Linked DNA regions of Sus scrofa: region 2 is linked to region 1. Evidence: chromatin contacts called from public promoter capture Hi-C data. All regions are on one chromosome and are shown on one strand. The core of a region is the stretch at or near the end of the contact, and the rest is flanking DNA. Distances in the headings are between cores, read along the strand shown.

What was found. Promoter capture Hi-C pulls out the DNA fragments that hold promoters and counts their contacts.
Region 2: a contact with region 1 is called in a promoter capture Hi-C map of liver, with 4 times the contacts expected there. The contact joins the promoter of SGSM2 here to the promoter of HIC1 in region 1. A contact is called at or near these places in 4 of 5 promoter capture datasets (fetal liver, fetal skeletal muscle and liver) and 3 of 47 Hi-C or Micro-C datasets (embryonic fibroblasts, heart right ventricle and liver).

Annotation. Positions count from the first base shown.
Region 1 is chr12:48,164,492-48,171,407 of Sscrofa11.1, reverse strand. HIC1 (hypermethylated in cancer 1 protein) reads right to left here and starts at 3,547. Exons shown (of 2, transcript XM_005669112.3): 1 at 3,391-3,547; 2 at 1-1,937. The coding sequence starts at 1,917.
Region 2 is chr12:48,413,618-48,420,533 of Sscrofa11.1, reverse strand. SGSM2 (small G protein signaling modulator 2) reads right to left here and starts at 3,760. Exons shown (of 24, transcript XM_021067596.1): 1 at 3,626-3,760. TSR1 (pre-rRNA-processing protein TSR1 homolog) reads left to right here and starts at 2,912. Exons shown (of 15, transcript XM_021067603.1): 1 at 2,912-3,959; 2 at 4,106-4,209; 3 at 4,519-4,738; 4 at 4,854-4,988; 5 at 5,389-5,813; 6 at 6,711-6,870. The coding sequence starts at 3,863.

The sequences.
Region 1 (6,916 bases), core at 2,298-4,797:
TTCAGCCGTGAGGCGCGCCACCGCAAAGACGCCCTCGGGGAAGTCGAGCTTGCCCTTGCCGTCGGGGCCGGGGACGCCGGGGAGCGCCCCCAGGCCCGCCAGCGCCCCGGCCGCTCCCGCCGCGCCACCCACGGCGTGCATTTTCATGTGGCTGATGAGGTTGCGTTGCTGGGCGAACTTGCCACCGCACACCTGGCATTCGTAGGGCTTCTCGCCGGAGTGGATGCGCATGTGCTCGGTGAGGCGGTACTGACGCGTGAAGCGCATGCCGCACGCGTCGCACGCGAAGGGCTTGAGGCCCAGGTGGCTGCGCATGTGGCGCGTCATGGTCCCGCGCTGCGTGAACTTCTTCCCGCAGATGGTGCACGGATAGGGCCGGGTCAGCCAGTGCGTCTTCTCGTGCTGCCGTAGCGTGGCCGGGTCTTTGTAGCTTTTGTCGCACGACGCGCAGCGGTACGGCCGCAGCAGCTCACCCAAGCCCCCCGGAGCCCCCGCGACTTTGTCCCCACTGCCTCCAAAAGGGGGCCCGAGGCCGGCGGCCCCCGCAGCCACCTCGGCCGCTTCGGCCCTGCCGTACAGCGCCGCCTCCTCCTCCTCCACGTGCGCCTCCACGTGCGCGTTCAGCTGCTCCGAGCTGGGGAAGCCCTTTCCGCAAGGGATGCACACGTACAGGTTGTCACCGAAGCTCTCGGGCTCGCCGTAGGCCAGGTGCGGGCACGGGTAGCCCTCGAGGTGGCCCGCGGGCGGGCTCGGGTCCTCGCTGCTGCCCGTCTCCTCGCTGCTGCTCTTGTAGTCGTCGCCGTCGCCGCCTGCGCCAGGCCCGTCCAGGCTGCCGGGGTAACGCGGCGGCGGCGCCAGGCCGAGCGGGGGCCCCCCGGGCGAGGCGGCCGGGTCCCCGCCGCGCTCCTCGCAACGCTCGCTGGGGGAGCCGCGCTCGCGGCCCAGGTCGTCGCCGTAGCTGCCCAGGCCTGGCTCGTGCTTCATCCAGCGATAGAGGAGGCTGGGCCCGTCGGGGCGGCCGGGGGGCTCGGGTCCCGGGCTGCCACTGCCGCGGAACGGGTCCGGAGGCGGTCCGGCCTCCTCCAGCTTCTGGAAGGGCAGCGGCGGCAGCGGTGGAAGGGCGAGCGGCGGCTCCTTGTAGGCTGCGGGGCCGGCGCTGGGAGGGCTGTCTGGGCGCGGGGGCAGTTCGCGCTCGCCCGGCGGCCGCTCGGGGGGCGCGGAGCCCGGCGGGCTTTTCTTGGACAGGTCCAGGCCACAGAGCGGGGAGCAGCGGCGCTCGGGGGCGCACAGCGCGGCGGCCGGGCCGGGGCCCGAGGCGTACAGCTCGGCGCAGTGCGTGTTCACCGCGGCCTCGGGGCCCGACGGCGGCTCGGCGGTGGGCGGCGGCGGAGGCCCGGCCGGGGACGAGTAGCAGGTCTGGATGACGGGCGTGGCGGCCCGCAGGCCCCGGCCCGGCCTCCCGTAGGGCGCGTAGCCGCCGCCGCCGCCGCCGCCGCCCCGCAGGTGGCAGTACTTGCCGTGGCGCTTGAGGCGCTTCTTGCACAGCGCCACGAGGTCGGGGATTTGCAGGTAGCTGGCGGCGGCCAGCACGGCGCCCAGGCTCGGCTCGGCCCCCGGAGCCACCGCCGCCGCCGCCGCGGCCTCTGCGCCGTCAGCCAGACGGCCGGTGTAGATGAAGTCCAGCACCAGGCGGAACACGGCCGGGCTCACCATGTCATGATCCAGGTTGAGCAGGTTGTCATGCACCACCAGGGACTTGAGGTAGGCGCTGCTGGCCGCCAGCACATTCTTGTGCGCGCGGAAGAGGGCGTTCTGCACCACGATGATCACGTCGCACAAGAAGCCCTTGGTGCGCTGGTTGTTGAGCTGCAGCAGCAGCTGCCTCGAGTGGCCGGGAGCCTCCATCGTGTCCAGCATCGTCTGCCCAGCACAATCTCCTGCAGGGACACACACCGGCCGGGTCAGAGCCGCAGCCAGCCCTCGCCGCCTGCACCCAGCCCGGCGCTTCTCCCCTCCACTTCCCCTTCCCCTCAGCTGGGCAGGGGCATCGAGCACCGCGGCCTGGGCGCTGGCGGAGGATCCGCGGCCTCTGGGAGTGGGAGCCTGGGCCGGCCGGCCCGGACCAGGAGAAGGAGTCGAGACTGGCTGGTGGAGAAGAGGCCAGGCTGGCCTGCGCCCCCGGGCCCGGATGCCGCCAGGCGCACGGCCTGGGTTCTGGGGGCTTCTGAGGAGAAAGCTGTTGGTGCGAAGTCACCCTTTGGGAAACAGTTACCCGATTTGAGGAAAATGTCCGCTTCAGGAAAAGTCATTCAAGGCCGAGAAGTTTGCCCAAGTGGGATATAAGGGAGCCGCGTAAAAAAGCGCCTCCCGCCTCGGGAGAAGTTGCCCCAGTTGGGGAAGTGGTCCGTAGGAGGGGAGCGCGGTGCCCGTCGTGGCGCCGCCCTGGCCGGGGGCTGTCAGGCCCTCTCCGTTGGGCCCCGGGCGGCGGCCGGCGCGCGGGGAGCGGAGGCAGCGGCTGCCGTGGCGGGCAGAGCACGAAGGCCGGCCCGGCGCGGGGAGGGCGTTATATCGGGGCAGGAGGCTGAGGCAGGAAGCAGGTGGGGGGAGGGGGGAGCCACGCAGCTCCCAGGGGAGGGAGGGGGCAGCGCCCCGGGCGGGCACGGCGCACAGCCGGCTGCGGCCCTGACCCTGGCTGCGCCCCACCCGCGTCCCGGCCCTGGCCTCGGCCTCCTCTCTGCATTCGCCGGCCCGGCGCCTCCCTCCGCAGCTCCCCTCGGCCCCTTCTCCACGGGAACTCCGCCGCCCCAAACTTGGGGAAAAGTTTCCCAACTTCGGGCTGGCCGGGAGGAGCGCGCCAGGCCCCGTGCCTCGGTCGCAGCTTTTCCTCTCGGCCCCCAATTTCGGCAGAGCCAGGCGCTGCCGGGCCTGAACCGAGCCCAGAACTCCCCGGCCGTCCGCTGCCCGCCCGACCCTTCTCCCCGCCTGGCCCGCAGGGCCTCGCGGCCCGTTACCTGAGGCCGCAGCCCAGCCGGGCTTCCCTCCCGGCGGCGGTGGCAGCTCCTTGCCGGCGCCCCACCCGCCCCGCTGCCAGGCGCCGCGCTGTGCCAGGGCAGCGCCCCTGCCAGCCCCGCCCGCCAGCTCCCCTTCCCTTCCCCTCGCCTCTGCAACCCATGTGCGGGCAGAGCCGGGCCCGGGCCGCTGACCCCGCCATGAACCCGGCGCAGAGTAGCGTCCCGGCGGTCCTGAGTTCTCTAGGAGCGACACCCGGAGCCCTGAACGCCAGCCGCGTTGGGGCGCCCGCGCCGGAGGATGCGCCCGAGGCGGCCAGCGCGCGAGGACCGGGCGTGTCCGGGTCCCCTGTCCCTCCCGGTCCCCAGCCCGAGGACCCACCTGGGGGGCATGTCGGAAGCCCCGGGCCCGGCTGCCGGCGGATCCAGGGGGGACGTGGCTGCGCTGCGCTGCCCTCCGCCCTCCGGGCCCCCGGTCGGTCTGTCCTGCTGGTCCGTCCTCCCCGCGTCCTGGTCGCGTCTCAGCCCCGCTGCTCTTTCCGCACACTCTTATCTGGAGCGGCCCGGGCCGGCAGGCGCCGCTGCAGCTATGGCGCCACCTCGCGGCGAGACTTGGCGCGGCACAGCCGCGACCTCCCTCCTGCGCACCTGGGCTGGAGGATCGCAGATGCAGGGCTGGCGGAGGCGGGGGCGGGGGGGGCTGTTCGCAGGTTCAGCCTCCCAGATGTGCCCATCTGGAGACCCAAGCCTCGGACCTGCGAGCCCCACAAGCCTCGGGATTTTGAGCTGAATGATCCCATGTACATATTTCTAAATTCTCAAATTGCCCCAATTCAGAGAAGTCTTGCCCACAAGGAGGAGACTCTGGTGAAAGTAGATGGTGTAAGAGAGGTTCCGAAAATCCTAAGGAAGAAAAAGATAGACAAGATAGTAGGGTACCCCCTAGATATTCCTGGGTGGGACTGTCCGTTTGTACCCACCCACCCCCTCAACACACCCTCCCTCACTCAACCCTGTGGGTATGGTATGCACAGAATAAACCCATCTGCACCCAGATCCTCTCTAGGCATTGACACTCGAAGGCGCTCATGTTTGCATACACACCTGCCCCCTTACGAAGTCCCGGCTTTCTGGCATACTCAGGGGGCTGCCATGTAGAGCCCTCTGTGACCTGGGCAGAAGTGGTACCCAAACAGTGCACGCTGAACTTGCATATCTCTGGAGGGACCCCAGGATGTGTGACAGGGGAACGGCTGGACAGAGCCTCTTGGGTGGTCCCGCAGAAGAGACCTAAGCTCCCAGATACCCTGTGCGAGCCATTTTTGAGGTACGCGCAACGGTCTTACAGCAGGGCCTGGAGCCCAGGATCCCCCGCAGGGTCCTGCACCCCCAAGTGAAGGCCCATTTCCTGCAGGTGACGCCCCTTCTAGGAGGGAGGGGACCCCTGCACTGGTGAGCGGGCAGTGGCACAGCTACTCCGGAAGTGTACCGCGCCGCCCCGCCATCACGCCAGGCCTGAAGCCAACGCCTGCGTGGCTGAGTGGATCTCCTCAACCCACGCTCCGCCTCCTCCCCGCACCTCCTGACCCCCGCCCACACGTGGAGGGTGGGAGTGGGTTCCGAGAAAGCCTGCAGCTTTTGATTGGCTGTGCCTCCCTCAGCCGCGGCGCACGAGAAGATGGGGCGCAGAGTTACCATAGTAACCGATGAGGTTCGCCCAGATCGCGTCTCTCCGAGGCCTTGGAGAGCTTAGCAACCGTGCAGGACCGCTGGGCGGTGGGGACGGCGCTCGCCGCACCCCCGCGCTGCCCTCCGCCCCCACGCCCCCGCCAGAGGTAGTGGCTGAGTCATTCATTGAAGAGCCGCCCGCGCGGTCGCTCGCAGTCCCAGACAGACACCAAGGTCTCGGGCGCCCCCCAGAGGCTCCCTTTCCTATACAGGCAACTACATGGCCTTGGGACCAGGCGGCGGCTCCTGGTCCCCAAAGGTTATTTTGACCCCCACTGCTTCCTGAGTCTGCCCTCACCCTGTTTCCACTCCTTGTTCTGGGTCTATCTTATCCCAGTCCTCTGCTCCGACTCCCCCACAACCCTGCTCCGGGGTCCTAAGGAAGTATGAGTTTCCAGGAATGAAAATGGGCTCCGGAGCTGTCAGCTTCTACGGGAGATGGACCTCGACATCTCTCTCTTTTTTTTTTTTGTCTTTTTAGGGCCCCACCCGCGGCATACGGAGCTTCCCAGGCTAGGGTTCCAACTGGAGCGGTAGCTGCCAGCCTACACCACAGCTCACAGCAACACCAGATCCTTAACCCACTGAGTGAGGCCAGGGATGGAACCTGCGTCCTCAAGGATACTAGTCAAATTCGTTTCGGATGAGCCACAATGGGAACTCCGGACCTAGACATTTTGCCGGAGGGATGTGCTATGCACTGAGGTGGAAAGTGTATGGAGAACTGCTGGGAGGCAGGAAGGTGCCTGAGAAGTGCTCTTAGATCTGGGCTTCTGTGGATGAATAGAAGTTCTCTCCCCAGCAGGAAGGCATTACTGGAGAAGAGAAGCAGCTGGACAAAGGATGGAAGTGAAAAATGGAATTCTAGGAGGCTAGACCCCAAAGGGTATGCAGGACCTCTTTGATCCCATTTCTGCTGTAATCTTTTATCTCCCTGATGGGGCCAGATCCTAGCCCTGCGAGGGTCCACTCAACCCCCTCTCTTGTTTAGTGGAGTCTGTCCACTGAGGCCCCACCCCAGGGTCCCCTGTGCCCAAAGCTATTTTCTTCAACAGTTCCCAGATTCCTATTCCCCGGGTTAATTCACTGCCCCAGCCCCTCCCCTCAAGCTGTCTTTACATCAGAACTGCCCCAGCCTAGCTGCCCTCCTGTGGACTTCACACTTCTTGACCTTTCCTTCCCTCCCTATTGCCACTGCCCTGGCCTGGTGTTGGACCCTTCCCACCCACCCCCCACCCTGATCTAGCTCCTTTCTCTGAACGCACTCCCCTTCCCCGTTTAAAACTTTCTTCAATTGCTCAATTGATGGAGCTAGGCTGGGCCAGGATCATTCTTTTCCCTGGCTCTTGTCCAGAACGATGCCCGCCCCCCCCACGGCATGGGCTCTTGCTGCCAATTCTGACCTCTGGGAACTTTTTTTTTTTTTTTTTTGGTCTTTTTAGGGTCTCACCCGTGGCATATGGAGGTTCCCAAGCTAAGGGTCAAATCACAACTGTAACTGCTGGCCTACACCACAGTCACAGAAACTCAGTACCCAAGCCGTGTTTGCAGCCTACACCACAGCTCACAGCAACGCATGATCCTTAACCCACTGAGCAAGGCCAGGGATTGAACCTGAGTCCTCATGGATGCTAGTCGTGTTCGTTAACTGCTGAGCCACGACGGGAACTCTAACCTTCAGGAACTCCTCCGGCAAGTGGTCTCTGCCCTGGTACCCCCTGGAGACTCTTCTCTGCTAAGCTGCTGAGCCCTTGGTCTCCTTGCTCATTATCACCCCCATATGAGTTCTGCCACTGTCTATCAGTCCACAAATGGATCCTAAACGCAGTTTGCTGCACGCCAGGCTCTGAGACTGGCCCTGTGGACCAGCTTTCCTCTCCTCCACCTGCTGAGGCTTCCTCTTCCAGTCTCCCCTTTCTCCTGCCACCTTTTCCCCAAATCCCCCACAGAGGACCCGCTTGCTCTTTTCTGGGGAGTCCAAGCCACCCTCTCAACTTTTCTGCCTTCCCTTGGGTCTCCAGATCCTTTCTGGTACCTGGACCCACACTGGGCCTTTCCTTCCAGGTTCAGCCTCCTTCTACAGTCTTCCAGACCCATGGGCTCCTCTTCCTCATGTCCCCGACTTTGAGGAACTAAATGCTGCCCTAGGCCCCTCTGAAGGTCCAGTTTCCTCTCTTGCT
Region 2 (6,916 bases), core at 2,511-5,010, 250 kb before region 1:
AATGGATCTGGAATCTCCTCCCTGCTGGAAAGCACTCATGGTTAGCAGTTAGGTAAAGCGGGATCAGATCGATCCTGCAACTCTAAATTGTTAAAAGCTTCCTAGATTACTTCCCAAGAGGTGTTTGCATTAAACAGAGCACAATGACACAGCTCAAAGACCCATAGGCATCTGAAGCAGGCTGTTGGGGCAGATTTTTGGATTAGGAGGACCTAACAGATGCCCCTAAAATTATACTACCAATCCTTTGTGAAAAGCCAGCCTTGCCTACAATTACCCCCACTGTCTCTACTTGTGGAAGAAGAGAATATGTTTCTCTCAAAATCAAGTGCTGAAAAGGGAAGGGAACTAACAGTTCAGAGTGGTCAACATTTGTCAGGTAATATACATGGCTGTGGCATATTCTGGACATTTCTCACATTTGCTTAAGAATCATTCTTGAGGAGTTCCCATCATGGCTCAGTGGTAACAACCCAACTAGGAGCCATGAGGATACGGATTCGATCCCTGGCCTCACAGTGAGTTAAGGATCTGGCATTGCTGTGAGCTGTGATATAAGTCAGAGACACATCTGAGATTCTTCGTTGCTGTGGCTGTGGTATAGGCCAGCAACTACAGCTCCAATTTGGCTCCTAGCCTGGGAACTTCCATATACCACAGATGTGGCCCTAAAAAGAAAAAAAAAAAAAAAATTCCTGAAGTAGTACAGATAGCTTTCTAAATACCATCTCCCCCAAAATCTTTCCCATCATTCCTGACTAACCTCCTCAAATTCAAAACACACTAACAATCCTAGCCCATCTGCCCATAGATTGGGTATGGCTTCATTTTTTGTTCTTTTTATACTGTTCATATAAGTCTCTGTCACTCACTAGTTTCCTGAGGATAATCACTGAGACTTGAGATTTCTCTTTTCCTCGGGGAGACCAAATTTGGGGCTTAAATGCTAGCTGATGTACTCCTGGCCTTAACCCCCCCCCCCTTTATGGCCACTCTGCAGCAAAAGCACAATGAAGTTTCCCACAATAAGTTGGAAAGGTGATGGTTTCAACTACCTCTTTGCCAAAAGGAAACAAATGTTAGGCACAGTAGCCCTAATGCAGAACCATCTAGAGCTTTTTAGGATTTTATAATAAACTAGAGTCTTTTCCCGTCCTGAAACTCTAAGAAAAGGTAAAGGAACCAAGATGTATGAAGTAAATATCACTATTCCTTTTTTTTTTTTTTTTTGGTCTTTTTACAGCCACACCTGTAGCATATGGAAGTTCCTGGGCTAGGGGTCAAATCAGAGCTTCAGCTGCTGGCCTACACCACAGCAAGGTGGGATTTGAGTTGCATCTTCGATTTGTGCTAGTTTGCGGCAGCCCTGGATCCTTAATACACTGATCAATGCCAGAGATTGAACCCACATCCTCATGGATATTAGTCAGGTTCTTAACACACTGTGCCGCAGCAGGAACTCCACCATTCCTATTTTAGATGAAGAAAATGAGACTCAAAGGTTAAGTAACTTATTTAAGGTAACAAAGAGGTAGGTCTAGGCTATTCCAAAGTTTATGCATTCCTATCAGACTTTGCAGTCTCCAGTATCAATAGACTTATTTACCAAAAAGAAAATATGCCGGGCATAGATACAATTCTGGACAAAAAAAGATGGGTTTCCTGCTTTCGTGGAGTTTACACATCTGGCAGAGAGGTAGGTGGGAGGAGTGTAAGGCTCCATCCAGAGGCCTAATCCATTCCTAATCCACTCTGTAGGTTTGAGCTCTCTAGCTCTCAGATGTGGGTGAGTCATTCACATGGGCACATCTCCCCCTCCCCCATGAAATTGAAATGGGCTTTAGGGCAGGGTCAAAGTAAAGGACATTAGTACAGTACAGAGAGAGGCTTTTTCTCTTTCTGACAGGGCGAGGGGGCTCCTCAAAAGAGGAAAAAATCCTGAGTTTTAACCATACTCAATAAACCCCCTAGCCTCTGGGTATGGAGGTGGGCGTGGAGTGAGAAGCAGTGAAGGTGTGCGGGCGAACCTTCCTGCAGTCGCGACTCAGAAAAATAACCAGATGGGGTGTAGGGTAAACCCGAGCTAAGCCCCCAAGTCACCAGTTTAGCGCCGTGGAGGCCCGCGCGGGGCCCCGCCCCCTCCCCACTCGGCGCGGATAATGAATGGGCACCTCAGGTTCTCCAGAAATCGCCGGCACCCCTCCCCCGACCTCGGTCTCGCTCTCCCAGCACTGCCGGTTGCCACAGGGCGGGGAGCTGCGGGATCTCAGAGCAAACAAGCCTAGGAGCGCCTGCCTAGCTCCGGGGACCGAGGGGAGCTGCCCGCTGACCCGGAGTGGTGCGTGAGACCCCAGTCCAGGACCCCGCCCCCGCCCGAGGCCAGCGTCCGGAGATGGGCGCCGATCTGTCAGTCCCCCGGGCCGCGGGGGCAAGGACGCGAGCACCCGGGGGTCGGTGCCCTGACTTTACCTCCTTTTTCACGTTCCACAGCAGTTTCTCTTTGACTGCGTCCTCCGCGCTGCCCATCGTGCGGCGGCTGACTGGGAGGAGGTGCCCGGCGGCCCCCGAAGCCCCTCACGCGCCCTCGCCGCCTCCGCGCCTCTCAGCTCAGCGCCCCACGCACCAGGAGGAGCCCCCGCCCGCCGCGCTCCCCGCCCGCTGCTGCAGCCGCAGCCACTGCCCGGTGCTGGGCTCCGCAGCCATCTTCCGAGCCCCACACAGACGTCAGGAGGCTGGCCCGGCCCCTTCCCACAGCCGGGGGCGGGGTGGGGGGGTGCGCTCAGCCACGCGGGGGGGAGGGGTCGGGCGGGGGGAGGCTGTGCGCGCCTGCGGGCGGCAGGCCGGGGCGCGCGCCACGCCAGCCGCTGTCATGGCAACGCGCGCTGCTCCAGCCCCGAGGGCGCGAACCCGCATTGTGAGGGCCAGCAGCTGGCCTAGCACAGCGCGGGGCGAGGAGGCGGGGCGCGCCCGGGACCCCGCGACTGAGGGCAGAGTCCTTCGCTCCGAAGCTAGCCCCCATCCAGCTAGATGTCCCTGATTCCTACCCGCTCGTTTTCCCGACGGGAAGGGCTGGGGCCCCCAGCGCCTCGAGTCTGGCCACGGGGAAGACATTAGTCCCATGGCTGGGAGAAAGTCCGCGGAATGCTAGCGTTTCTTCAAACCCTCCTGCCAGCCGGGCGCCCTCAGCTGCAAAGCCTGTGGGGAGATGAGCGGGAGCGCGGCCGCCCCAACCTGTAGAGGCTCGTCAGCCCTGAGGGCACGAGAATCAAAATCAGCCGTCCTACCCCCGAGGGGTCGCCACGTCCCACCTGTCCCTTCTTGCAGCTACGTTGGAGGCGGGGGTGCGGGTTGGGGTAACCGAGACGAACAGGAGCTTTTACGGAGCCTGTGGAGGTGAGACCTGCGCCGTCCACACCATTTGCCTTGTAGATTTAAACAGCCCCACCTGGGAATGGAGGGCGAGGCAACGTTGCTTAAAGTAATAAAGGACACCTGCTGCAGCAAACTGAGGAGCGGCTTAAACGAAGCTGAGAGGAGGGGCTTTGCCTTCTAACGCACGAATGGAGAATCTTCCTAAGAGAACAGCGCAAAAAATGAAAATACAAGGGAGACCGAGAGCCCAAACCTTGACTCTACACCCGCCGTTTTGAAGCACCCAACAGCAAACTACCACAGGGGAAACTTTACGTGCAGGTTTTGCGGAGACGCTAGCTCAAAGCTCTCACTACCGGGTAGCAGAGATCCTCGCGAGAGTACGCGTGGCGCCCCACCCCGCCAGGGGAGGACACGCCCCCACTGAGGGGGCCGGAAGCGTTCGGCCTGTTCCGGAAGTAGTGCTGACTTGGTACATGTGAGCGGCAGCATGGCGGCCCATCGCTCCGGCCCGCTCAAGCAGCAGAATAAAGCTCACAAAGGCGGGCGGCATCGTGGTCGTGGATCCGCGCAGCGGGACGGCAAGGGTGAGAAGATAGGGTTGAAGGAAGAAGGGCTGTTTGGTCGACATTAACTACTTCTCTCCATGCCCAGAATTTACCTCCTATCTCCGGCCTGAAGCCGGTCTTCTGCTAGTACCTTTGCCCAAGAGTCCTTTCTAATATCCTTCTAGGTCGTCTAGCTCTGAAAACTCTAAGCAAGAAGGTGAGAAAAGATCTTAGCAGAGTAGACCAGAGGCATCGCGCCAGCCAGCTCCGAAAGCAGAAAAAGGAGGCGGTGAGAGGAGTGGGGATTGGGGAGTAGTGTGGCTTCACAACCTTTCTGAGCGGATAATGTCTAAAAAACTAGAAAATGTGACCCTGGGAATGGGCGGGGGATGGAGAGTAACCCTACAGCACATGTCAGGCATGCAGGCCCAGACTCATGCTAGAGCTTTCTTTGCTTTGTTTTTAGTTCCTGCCCACCCCCTTGGCATACATGATACGTTTTACAAGAGATACTGGTTGGAGGGTAGGGGTGGACATCCATTGTTGGAAATGCAATACTGGAACATAGAGATGTTCTCTTGATCCTTTCTGTCCTCAGGTTTTGGCAGAAAAGAGACAGCTTGGCAGCAAGGATGGCCCTCCTCATCAGGTACTGGTGGTGCCCCTGCACAGCAGGGTTTCCCTGCCAGAGGCCTTTCGCCTGCTTCAGGATAGGGACACTGGAACAGTACACTTGAAAGAATGGGGAAGCACTCATAGTTTTATGCTGTTATGTCCCCGCTTGAAACATCGGTGGTTTTTCACATCTGCAAGGCCAGGTTAGAGTATACAACAATATTTTGTATTGTTATGAGTATCATTGGTACTATTTTTTTTGTATAATGTACTGTTGTCAATTTCTATTTCTTACCGATTTTTGTCTTCTTTTTATAGGGGACCTGCATACTGTGTTAGACATGGCTAAAGTGGCTGATACCATCCTGTTCCTCCTTGATCCACTGGAAGGCTGGGATAGCACCGGGGATTACTGCCTTTCCTGCCTCTTTGCTCAGGGCCTTCCAACTTATAGTAAGTGAGTTGAAAATATTGGAGGGCAAAGAAGGAAGTTAATTAACACTTATTGTGCACCTTTCATTTGCCTGATGCTTGATACAATTGGGAGGTTGTATTCAGCTGATTGTGTGTTGTACATGTATGGCCTAAATTTGGTCCATTATTTGCAGGTTTTGTTTTGTTGTTGTTGTTTTTTTTTTAATCTAAATCAAGTTGCTTTTTTATTTCTGGACTGCCCTTTGCCTAGAGGAAGAAGAATAGGAAGTTTGGTTTTACTGTGAAAATTTTTTAGGGTAGCTGAGTGTGGGGTTACTCAGTTATCTATGGCTCATAAGTTGGCATGTTTGTGAACTGAAGGGGGGATTTTGATATAGTGAAGCAACAGGTCACAAAGCCCTTTTTCTTTCACTCACAGCATTGGCCGTCCAGGGAGTTTCTGGCCTCCCGCCAAAGAAACAAACAGATGCCAGAAAGAAGTTAAGTAAAGCAGTGGAGAAACGCTTTCCTGATGACAAACTCCTCCTGTTAGATACTCAGCAGGAAGCAGGGATGCTGCTCAGGCAGTTGGCCAACCAGAAGCAACGGCATCTTGCCTTTCGAGATCGGCGAGCTTACCTATTTGCTCATGCTGCTGACTTTGTGCCTAGTGAAGAGAATAACTTGGTGGGCACCTTGAAAATCTCAGGCTATGTTCGTGGACAGGCTCTGAATGTAAATAGCTTGCTGCATATTATTGGACATGGTGATTTCCAGATGCAACAGATAGACGCCCCTATGGACCCTTTCCCTTTAAATCCTAGAGTTATCAAGTCTCCGAAGGACCCAGACATGGCAATGGAGGTAAGATTGGTATTCTTCCCCATGCCTACCCCCCCACCCCCCACCTTCTTTTTAGGACCACATCCATGGCATATGGAAGTTCCCAGGCTAGGGGTCAAATTGGAGCTGCTGCAGCTGTCAGCCTACACCACAGCAACATCAGATCCGAGCCCTATCTTTGACCTACAGCACATCTCACAGCAACCCTGGATCCTTAACCCACTGAGTGGGGCCAGGGATCGAATGTGTGTCCTCATGGATCTTAGTTGGATTCATTAATGCTGAACTACAACAGGAATTCCAAGATTGTTTTCTTAAAAGACTGCATATTGTAAATTTATAAGTTGACACAGGGTGGAAACTAACTTCAAAGAAGGCAATGTGTTTGCACACCTGCACAACTACACTAGTCCCTGGAGGTAAATCCTAGTTCAGAAGAAGGCAACGGTCAACTACAAACAGGTTGACGTATCGCATACTTATCCAGCACTTTGTAGATGCCTTGCATAGATAGCAGTGGGCTCTGAGTTTGTAGAAGATACACCCAGGCTGTAGTCTCCTTCCTTAGCCAGTTTAATTGGGTCAGAAAAAAATGGCAAACACCTATGAAGTAAAGATTGCGAAAGTGTGGTTGAGGTATACACCTGTAGTGGAAGATGAGACAGTAGAATGGCAGGCCTCACGGAAGAGATCAAATCTGAGCCAGTTATTGAGAAGGGTGAGTATGATTTATTAGTTGAAAAGAGATGGAAGAGTAGTCTAATGAATAGAGGTTAACATGAAACTTGAAAATTTTTGACAAGGTTTGGCTTTCTGTTCTTCTATTTGAGGTCTTTGTTATTTCTAGATCTTTCTGATCATAATGTTAGATTTAGTAGATTTTGGGCTAGTGTTTGACCATCATCTGTTTGTTTTCAGATTTGTGCTGCAGATGCTGTAGCTGATATGGAAGAAGACCTTAAGGTCCTAATGAAGGCAGACCCTGATAAACAAGAATCTTTGCTAACAGAAGTTATCCCAGATCCAATGGAGGGTGAACAGACCTGGCCCACGGAGGAGGAGCTGAGTGAGGCACAGGGTTGGTATTGGCAGACTTTGAGATTCACTGGGCCTAGAATCGTGGG